Linked DNA regions of Ovis aries: region 2 is linked to region 1. A link is a contact called in public Hi-C data. All regions are on one chromosome and are shown on one strand. The core of a region is the stretch at or near the end of the contact, and the rest is flanking DNA. Distances in the headings are between cores, read along the strand shown.

Region 1 (4,491 bases), core at 1,959-4,458:
ACACAGGCATAGAACGGCTAAAAGAAAACATGACAGTGCCAAAGGCTATGAGGATGTGATGAAACTAGATGACTTACACATTGCTGGCGGGACTGCAAAATGGTCCAGCCCCTGTGGAAGACAGTTTAGAAGTTTCTTAGTGCTAAACATGCAACTATCATATGACCCAACAGTTGCACTCCTGGGCATTTACCCCAGGGAAATGAAAACTTACGTTCACATATAAACCTGTAGATTAATGTCTATAGCGATTTTATTCATAACAGCTAAAAACTGGAAATAATCCAAATGTCTTTCTACATGTAAATGATTAAGCTGTGGTATCTTTGTGGTAATGCCATGAAATACTACTCAGTAATAAAGAGAACCATTGATACATGCAATGCACTAGGTGAAGTTCCAGAGACTTAGGCTGAGTGAACAAAACCAGTCCCCAAACAAAATCTCAGTACGTACTGTGTGCTTCCATTTATGTAACATTCTTGAAATGACATAGTACAGAAACGGGGAACAGGTTAGCGGTGGTCAGGGGTTAAAGAAAGGGTGGTGTGGTGTAATGGCAACGTGGGGGCTCACTGCAGTGGTGGAAATGTTCTGTATCTTGACTGTATCATTCAGGGTCTGCAAGATGTTACCATGAAGGGAAATTGGGTTAAAGGTGTAAGGGTCTCTGCATTATCTCTTACATCTGCATGTGAATTCACAGTTCAGTTCAGTTGCTCAGTTGTGTCTTGCTCTGCAACCCCGTGGACTGCAGCACGCCAGGCCTCCCTGCCAATTTTACATTCTTGCCAACAATGTATATAATTTTTTAAAGGAAATACTTAAGTGCAAATTTAACCAAATGTGTTAAGACTTGTACTGAAAACAACAAAACACTGATGAACGATATCAAAGATCTAAATAAATGGAGAGGTATACTATGTTCATAGTTTGGAAGGCTCAACATAATAAAGACCCAACTCCCGAAGCTTGCTCAAACTCATGTCCATCAACTCGGTCATGCCATCCAATCATCTCATCCTCTGTCATCCCCTTTTCTTGGTTTCAGTCTTTCCCAGCATTAGCCTCTTTTCCAGTGAGTCAGTTCTTTGCATCAGGTGGTCAAAGTATTGGAGCTTCAGCATCAGTATGAATATTCCAATGAATATTCAGGACTGATTTCCTTTAGGATTGACTGGTTTGATCTCCTTGCAGTCCAAGGAACTCTCAAGAGTCTTCTCCAACACCACAGTTCAAAAGCATCACCACTTCGGCACTCAGGTTTCTTTATGGTCCAACCCTCACATCCATACCTGACTACTGGAAAAACCATAGCTTTGACTAGGACTTCCCTAGTGACTCAGATGGCAAAGTGTCTGCCTACCATGTGGGAGACCCAAATTCAATCTCTGGGTCAGGAAGATCTCCTGGAGAAGGAAATGGCAACCCACTCCAGTATTCTTGCCTGGAAAACCCCATGGACGGGGGAACCTGGCAGGCTGCCGTCCATGGGGTCGCAGAGAGTCAGACACGACTGATTGAATACACTTTCACTTGACTAGATGGACCTTTGTTAGCAAAGTAATGTCTCTGCTTTTATGCTGTCTAGGTTGGTCATAGCTTTTCTTCCAAGGAGCAAGTGTCTTTTAATTTCATGGCTGCAGTCACCATCTGCAGTGATTTTGGAGACCCCTCAAAATAAAGTCTCTCACTGTTTCCCCATCTATTTGCCATGAAGAGATGGGACCAGCAGCCATGATCTTAGTTTTCTGAATGTTGAGTTTTAAGCCAACTTTTTCACTCTAGCAAATTTACAACTATCCCCAAATAAAAAGTTTGATTAAAAGTAAAAATAACTATAAATGAATTTTTGAAGCAGCAGAATCAGCAGAGAACAGGAGACTATTAAACATGCCCAATAAAATTAGAAATAAGACCAAAATACTCTTGGAAAATAAATATTGTTGAAATTAAGAACTTAAGTGGATGATGTATTGGTTGCCTATTGCTGTTGTAATGAGTTGCCACAAATTTAGTGGCCTAGAGCAACACAGTTTTTATTATGGTTCTGGAGTTCAATAGTCTAAAATGGGTCTCACTGGGCTGAAATCAAAGTGTCAGCAGGACTGTATTCCTTCTGGAGCCCTGCTAGAGAACCCATTTCCTTGTTTTCTGCAGCTTCTAGAAGCCACTCTCAATTTCTTGGCTCATAGCTCCATTCTTCCTCTTCAAAACCAGCAACATCAGAGCCAGTCCTTCTCAAGTTGCTCTCTCTTTTAGCTCTCCTTCTTGGCCTCCCTCTTCCATTTATAAGGACTCCTGTGATTGCATCCAGCCCATACCAATAGACCATGATTAATCTTTCCATCTCAAGGTCAGCTGATTTGCACCCTTAATTCCATCTGCTACTTTAATTCTCCTTTGCCATATTCATAGGTTCCAGGTGTAGGACTTGAACATTATAGGGGGCCTGAAGGGACTATTCCACCTAGTGAAGACCAGTAACACAGCAGATTCAAATAACCACAAAAATAATTGATTAATGGAAAGAACTGAAGAAGTTAACTGAAAGTGCAGCCAGAGAAGCAGGATATAGAAAATGTGAGTATTTAAAAGATATGGAAGATAAAATCCAAAATCCTAGAAGAAAGGACAAATTTTGCAATTTTTCTACCGGAAGTTCATGTAAGGATAAATTTACGTGAAGGAAAATTGGTATCTTTAGCGTCTCTATATTAGGTTTGACAAGTTTGCACGTCTCCCACCAGTGTTACCTTTGCAAAGTTTCACTTTTGAGTTATGAACAAACTTCTCAGAAGGCAGCCTTTTTTGGAAATCTAAATATTCATGAGCATATGGGGTTACATGATTGAATGTATTTTATTCAGTGTGAAACTCATTTATAGCATCGTTACGCCTTATGTAGACCTTCTCCATTTACAATGTTTTAAAAAACACATCTTACTGGGAAATGTATTAGCTAGCATGTTACAAACTCCCTGACAGGTCATCACAGTGTTAACAGTATACAATGTACACCGCCAAGAAGAGATTTAAGGGCAGGAAGAAAACCTTAGATTTTTTAAAAGTCCATATCGAAGTATATGCTCTGTCGTAAAGGTTTGATTGTTTGGAGCTGCTTTTCATCCGGGAGCAAGTGTCACGTGTTAACAGGAGTTTCACGCGGGAGCGCGTGTTCTAACAGGCGTTTCCACCGTCGTGCTTTGAAGCAGCTGCCTCTGGTTGCGGACTCCGGGCTAGCACTTCTAGCGGGACAGGCCTGAGCTCGCAGCGGAAGGGACCGAGCTGGCACCACCAGTAGGCGCTGGGTCACCTCTGGCGAGCTCTCAGGCCTACCCGCGCAGTGGCCTGGCCACTCTGCTGGGGCAGGGACTGCCCCTCCAGGCTGCCCAGGGCCACCTTCTGCGCGCAGCCGCTCCGGGCCGCCCGCGTCCGCCTCGCTCGCCTCGGCCTTTTCGCGCAGGCCGCGGAGGTTCGGGGCGCGGCCGTCGTTACGGCCGTGACAGTTCGCGTTCCCGCCCGCGCGGCGGCTGTTCCTTCCCTGCAGCGGGTGAAGTTGCCGCGCCGCGCGCTCCGGGGTCGGCGCTCCCCAACCTCCGAGTTCCCGCCCGCGCGCTCCCGGCGCACCCGACTCCAGCTCTGGCTCCCCAGTACCGCGAGGTCTCCACACCTGGCTACCAAGTAAGTCCCAGCGCCAGGGGGTGGGTCGCTCGGGGCACACGTTTTCTGGGGGTCCTGGGCGCCGCGGCGGAGGAGGCGGCGCGGAGAGGCGGCGTCCTGCGAGCGGGAGGAATTCAAAGCTGCGCTGGAAGAGCTCCGGGTGGATCAAGGAGGAGAAGAAACCCGGTGTTTGTGGAACCACGAAAGTTCAGGGGGGTGAACTTCAGCGTTAGGGGAATCGTTTATCCCATGGTGGTCCAGACAGAGCATCTCAGTCCTGCCTGCACTGTAGAATCACCTGGGGTGCTTGTAAAATTCAGATGCCCAGGCTGGATCCATCAGAACCCCTGGGGCAGTGGAGGGGGTGGGGGTCTGTATCGTTTACACTTCTCAGCTGATTCCACTGTGTGGGCAGAGTTGAGCACCAACGACCAGAGTGGTTGCCAAGAGAGGGTGGAAAGGCGGGCAGGGGCTTTGATAAGAGTCCAGCCTGCGACAGATCCGGCTGTACCCAGTGTCCCGCGTGGCCCTGGGGAAGGGGCAGTGGCCCTCCCTCTGGTTTCCCGAGACGCAGAGAGGGGAAGTGAGACAAGACTTGGCAGCTTCGCCGGAATACTGCCTGAGCTATGCACACAGTCTTTTGGCATATTGTGAAACACAGAAGCTTTGCCAGATCATGATGCCTCGCTGGTTCTGCTTTCTGGGAAATGCCTCTGTTACTGTCATTTAAAGTTAAATGAAGGGAAGCCAGTAAACCCGTTGACAGCTTCTGGGATTTCTGCTTTAAGGGTGAAGTTAGGTGTGCTTCGGAGAAGGCAATGGCACCCC
Region 2 (4,507 bases), core at 450-2,949, 230 kb after region 1:
ATTTTTCACAGGGTCTTTCTTGAACCCTAGCGAGCACTGCTTTTCAAAAACACCTGGGCTTTTACTGCATCTTGTAGGCAGAACTGTAATGATTATTGGTTTCTTTCCTTAAGAAACAGTTCTCAGTTTTTTAATGCTCTGTCCAAATAAAGCAGAACTCACATTAATCATTATCTAAAGTAGCAGTTTACTGAGGTTAAAAACATACTTTTTATTAACACATTCACCTAATTAAAGCATACACAGTAGGTGGGACTACTGACACAAGACATGAGAATTACAGCTCTACAATAAGTTACTCCAAAAGCGGTAACTCTTGTTCCAAACACTCATCTGTTCATTTGAGACTCTGACTTTTGGCCTTTAAAAACTGCTCACCACTCGAGTCACCAGATACAACTACATTTAGCAACGGGTCCTGACTTCCTGCTACTAAAAACCACAAGCACCAGCTATTGCGCTTGTTTTTAAAACAATATTTGCTCCCTTCACCTCCGGGAGCAAACAAGGGCTTTCTGTATGAGAAAGCCACGAAGAGGTGAGGGTGCACGTGGTGTTCAAAAACCAAACACTAGGGTCCCGCGGTAGCGGCGCTGCAGGGGTTAAGAGGCGCTCTCTCCCTCTCTCTTTCCCTCCCACCCCAAAGAGGGGTGACCCGGCCCGGCCGCGCGGCGAACCCCCGGCGCTCGGGCTGAAGGAGAAAAGGAGAAGGGTAAAAATAAGCGCAGCCGCGGCCCACGTGCCGCCCGCGGGAGGCAGAGAGGGAAAGGGCCGTACCTCCAAACATGTGCGGCGAGAGGTGAGCTGGTAAGGAGCCGATCACCAGGCGCGGCCCTCCAGGACCCCCGCTCGCCGGCCGGTCCCTGCCGCCGCTGCTGCCGCCGTCCTCCGGGCTGCTATGAACCGAGTCCTGCGAGCCGTACGGGCCGCTGCTGCTGTTGGGGATGCTGAAGGTTGACTGCGCCGCCCGGGCCCCCGACGCCACGGTCCCCACGGCCCCGCCGAGGGAGCGGCTGCGCGGGGCCGCCGAGGCCGCCGCGGCGCCGCCGGAGGCGCTGGGCTGGTGCGCGCTGGGCACCTGAGCCGGAAACCTCCCAGCGGCTGCGGCTCGCGCCCCGCCGCCCGCGGTCCCGTTGGCCCCTCCGCTGCTGCTGCTGGAAGGTAAATCCGAGCCCGAGTACGCGCGGGTGCGGCCGTTAGCAGCGGCCGGCCCGCTCTGCTTGGCGCCCATGTCCGCCCTGCCCCGGGCCGGGCCCGCGCACAGTGCCCGGAGCGCCGGGAGGGCGGGAGCGAGCGCAGGAGCGAGAGGGCAGGGCCGAGGCGCGGAGGCCGGCGCAGAAACAAGCCCGCACGTCCAGGGCCGCCGCCCGGCGCCCCAGGGGGCGGTCGGCGCCCGCCGCGCTTTTCTAAGGGATGACGAGCGAGATCGACGGCCTGTCTGGGGACGCAGGAGACGAGGAGAGATGGAGAGGAAGGAGGTCCCGGCTCCCGCGGGCGCCGATCGCTGGCTCCGGCGGGAGGGGCGGCTCAGGTGGCTGCGCGGCTGCCGCTGCTTTCGGTTCTGGTGCGCCGCGACGGGCCGCTGCCGCTCTCTGCCGCCGCCGCTGCGCTCTGCGCCCGGGCCCTCGGCACCGCCTCCTCCCGGGCGGCCGCCGCTACCGCCGCCATCCTCCTGCTCCCACGGCGGCTCGCGGGTGAGTGGGAGGTGCCCGCCCAGACTCCGCTGGGGCCACCTTCCCTCCTCCCCCAGCCACCCAGCTGTTATTAACTGAGAAGGAGGAAAAACGGGTGGCGCGGGAGGAGAGGACGCAGGAGGAGAGGGAGGGGCAGCGCGCGCTTCCCGGCAACCGTCACCGCGCTCCCCCAGAGAAGGAGGGGCGGGGGGGTGGGTAGGGTCTGGACCACGAGGTGGGGGTGCTCAGAAGGGAAGGAGGCACTGCGGCCCTCGCACCGGAAGGCGGAGGAGCAGCGCGGCCCCAGGGTGCGCCCGAACCCATGTGTTTGGGTCGCGCACGGTGACCCCGCCCCTGCCCCCTGGCGCTGCCGGGCGGATTGGCTCCCACCAGCCTGGCCCCGCCTCCCCCCTCGCCGCGGCCTTCCCGCTCCCGCCCTGTCTCGCCTAGGTGCCTTGGTGGGGTAGGTGCTGCCACCCGCGGATTCGGTGATGGACAGGTCTCTGACCCCGCCCTCCCCTGCAGGGCGCGCCCCCTCTCCACCGCGGGGCCTGCGCTGATTGGAGCGACGGAGCTCCTCCGGGGGCCAACCAGAAGACGACCCCTCCTCCTGCACGTGTCCCTCGGACGCTGGACCTGACAGTGGGCAGTCTTCACCTTTTACAGCTGGGGCTGGGTTCGTCTCGGTCCTGTGTCCCTAGCCATTGCGTTTGAATGGGTTTCGACCTTCCTCCTTGATGTTACTTCGAGTGCGTGTTTTAAGTAAAGCAGAAGCTCACCAATCTGATAATAAAAGACTGAAAACAAAAGAAAGAACCTAGGAGGCTGAAGGCAGCTTGATCTGAATTAGATCTATCCCATTTAAACACTCCGACTGCGGAGAAAGCAGAGTTGATAGAACTAAAGATAATCCAACATGATTTTCAGCTGTAGAGCAAAAACTGTGGCACGGAGACAGCTGCAACCGATTCATAAGACCTGGGGTCTATCTAGGTCTGGGACCAAAACGAGGTGTAAGCAATCATTTTACCTTTGTGGACGTTAGTTTCCTTACCTGGGATGTTTGTATCAAATCGCCACAGCACCTGCTGCTTTAAAACCCTGTACTTTCTCTAAAATGTCAATTACTACTAGGTTGGTGCAAACGCAATTGCGGTTTTTGCATTGTTTAAAGTTTCCATTTGATATTGCAATACTTTCTTAAATATGGTTGTGCTGTACATCTTTCAATGCACATTTCTTGCTTTATGTTTTTGGCTGACTTATTACTTGTTTATATTTATTTCAACTATGGAAATGATGTTAGAGAAAAAGCAAATTCAAGCGATTTTTCTATTCAAGTTCGCAGAGACAACTCACAACAACACATTTGGCCCAGGAGCTGCTTACAAATGTACAGTGCAGTGGTGGTTCAAGAAGTTTTACAGACTAGATAAAAGCCTGAAGATAAACATAGTGGCTGCCCATGGAAAGTTGACAGTAACCAACTGAGAGGCTTACAACTACATGAGAAGTTGCCCAAGAATTGAACATCAACCATTCTATAGTTGCTCAGCATCTGAAGCAAATTTGAAAGGTGAAACGCTTGAGAAGTGAGTGCATCTTGAGCTGACTGAAAATGAAAAAAAAATCATCATTTTGAAGGGTCGTCTTCTCTTTTTCTACATTAGGTTCTTCTCTTATTCTCTATCGGATTGTGATATGCGACAACAAGTGGATTTTATATGAGAACCAGTGATGACCAGTTCAGTGGTTGGACCGAGAAGAAGCTTCAAAGCACTTCCCAAAGCAAACTTGCACCCAGAAAAGATTATGGTCACTGATAGGTGGTCTGTTGCCAGTCGGATCCACTACAACTTTGTGAATCCCAGCAAAACCAACACATCTGAGAAGTATGTTCAGCAAATCAATGAGATGCACCAAACGCAGCAACTCCTGCAGCTGACATTGATCAACAGAAAGGGCCCAGTTCTCCTCCTTGACAACACCTGACTGCACATCACACAACCAACACTTCAAAAGCTGAACAAATGGGCTACGAAGTTTTGCATCATCCACCATATTCACCTGACCTCTCATCAACCGACTACCACTTCTCAAGCATCTCGAAAACTTTTTGCAGGGAAAATGCTTCCAGAGCCAGCAGAAGGCAGGAAATGCTTTCCAAGAGTTCATCGAATCCCTAAGTATTGATTTTGATACTACAGGGATAAACAAACTTATTTCTTGTCGGAAAAAATTATTGATTATAATGGTTCCTATTTTAATTAATAAAGATGGGCTTGAGCCCAGTTATGATGATTTAAAATTCACGGTCTGAAACCACAATTATATTTGCATCAACCTTCCAGGAAAACATCTACTTCTGCTTTATTGACTATCCCAAAGCCTTTGACTGTGTGGATTACAATAAACTGTGGAAAATTCTGAAAAAGATGGAAATACCAGACCACCTTACCTGCCTCTTGAGAAACCTATATGCAGGTCAGGAAGCAACAGTTAGAACTGGACATGGAACAACAGACTGGTTCCAAATAGGAAAAGGAGTACGTCAAGGCTGTATATTGTCACCCTGCTTATTTAACTTATATGCAGAGTACATCATGAGAAATGCTGGACTGGAAGAAGCACAAGCTGGAATCAAGATTGCTGGGAGAAATATCAATAACCTCAGATATGCAGATGACACCCCGCTTATGGCAGAAAGTGAAGAAGAACTAAAAAGCCTGTTGATGAAAGTGAAAGAGGAGAGTGAAAAAGTTGGCTTAAAGCTCAACATTCAGAAAACGAAGATCATGGCATCTGGTCCCATCACTTCATGGGAAATAGATGGG

The links. A called contact is a pair of places that touch in the nucleus more often than the background predicts.
Region 2: a contact with region 1 is called in a Hi-C map of mixed tissues, with 2.4 times the contacts expected there. The contact joins the promoter of ZNRF2 here to the promoter of NOD1 in region 1. A contact is called at or near these places in 2 of 16 Hi-C or Micro-C datasets (liver and mixed tissues).

What each region holds. Positions count from the first base shown.
Region 1 is chr4:67,352,747-67,357,237 of ARS-UI_Ramb_v3.0, forward strand. It overlaps NOD1 (nucleotide binding oligomerization domain containing 1), which reads left to right and starts at 3,209. Exons shown (of 14, transcript XM_042248630.2): 1 at 3,209-3,684.
Region 2 is chr4:67,588,437-67,592,943 of ARS-UI_Ramb_v3.0, forward strand. It overlaps ZNRF2 (zinc and ring finger 2), which reads right to left and starts at 1,700. Exons shown (of 6, transcript XM_060414779.1): 1 at 778-1,700. The coding sequence starts at 1,231. LOC121819405 (a long non-coding RNA gene) reads left to right here and starts at 643. Exons shown (of 2, transcript XR_006059637.2): 1 at 643-1,161; 2 at 2,199-4,507.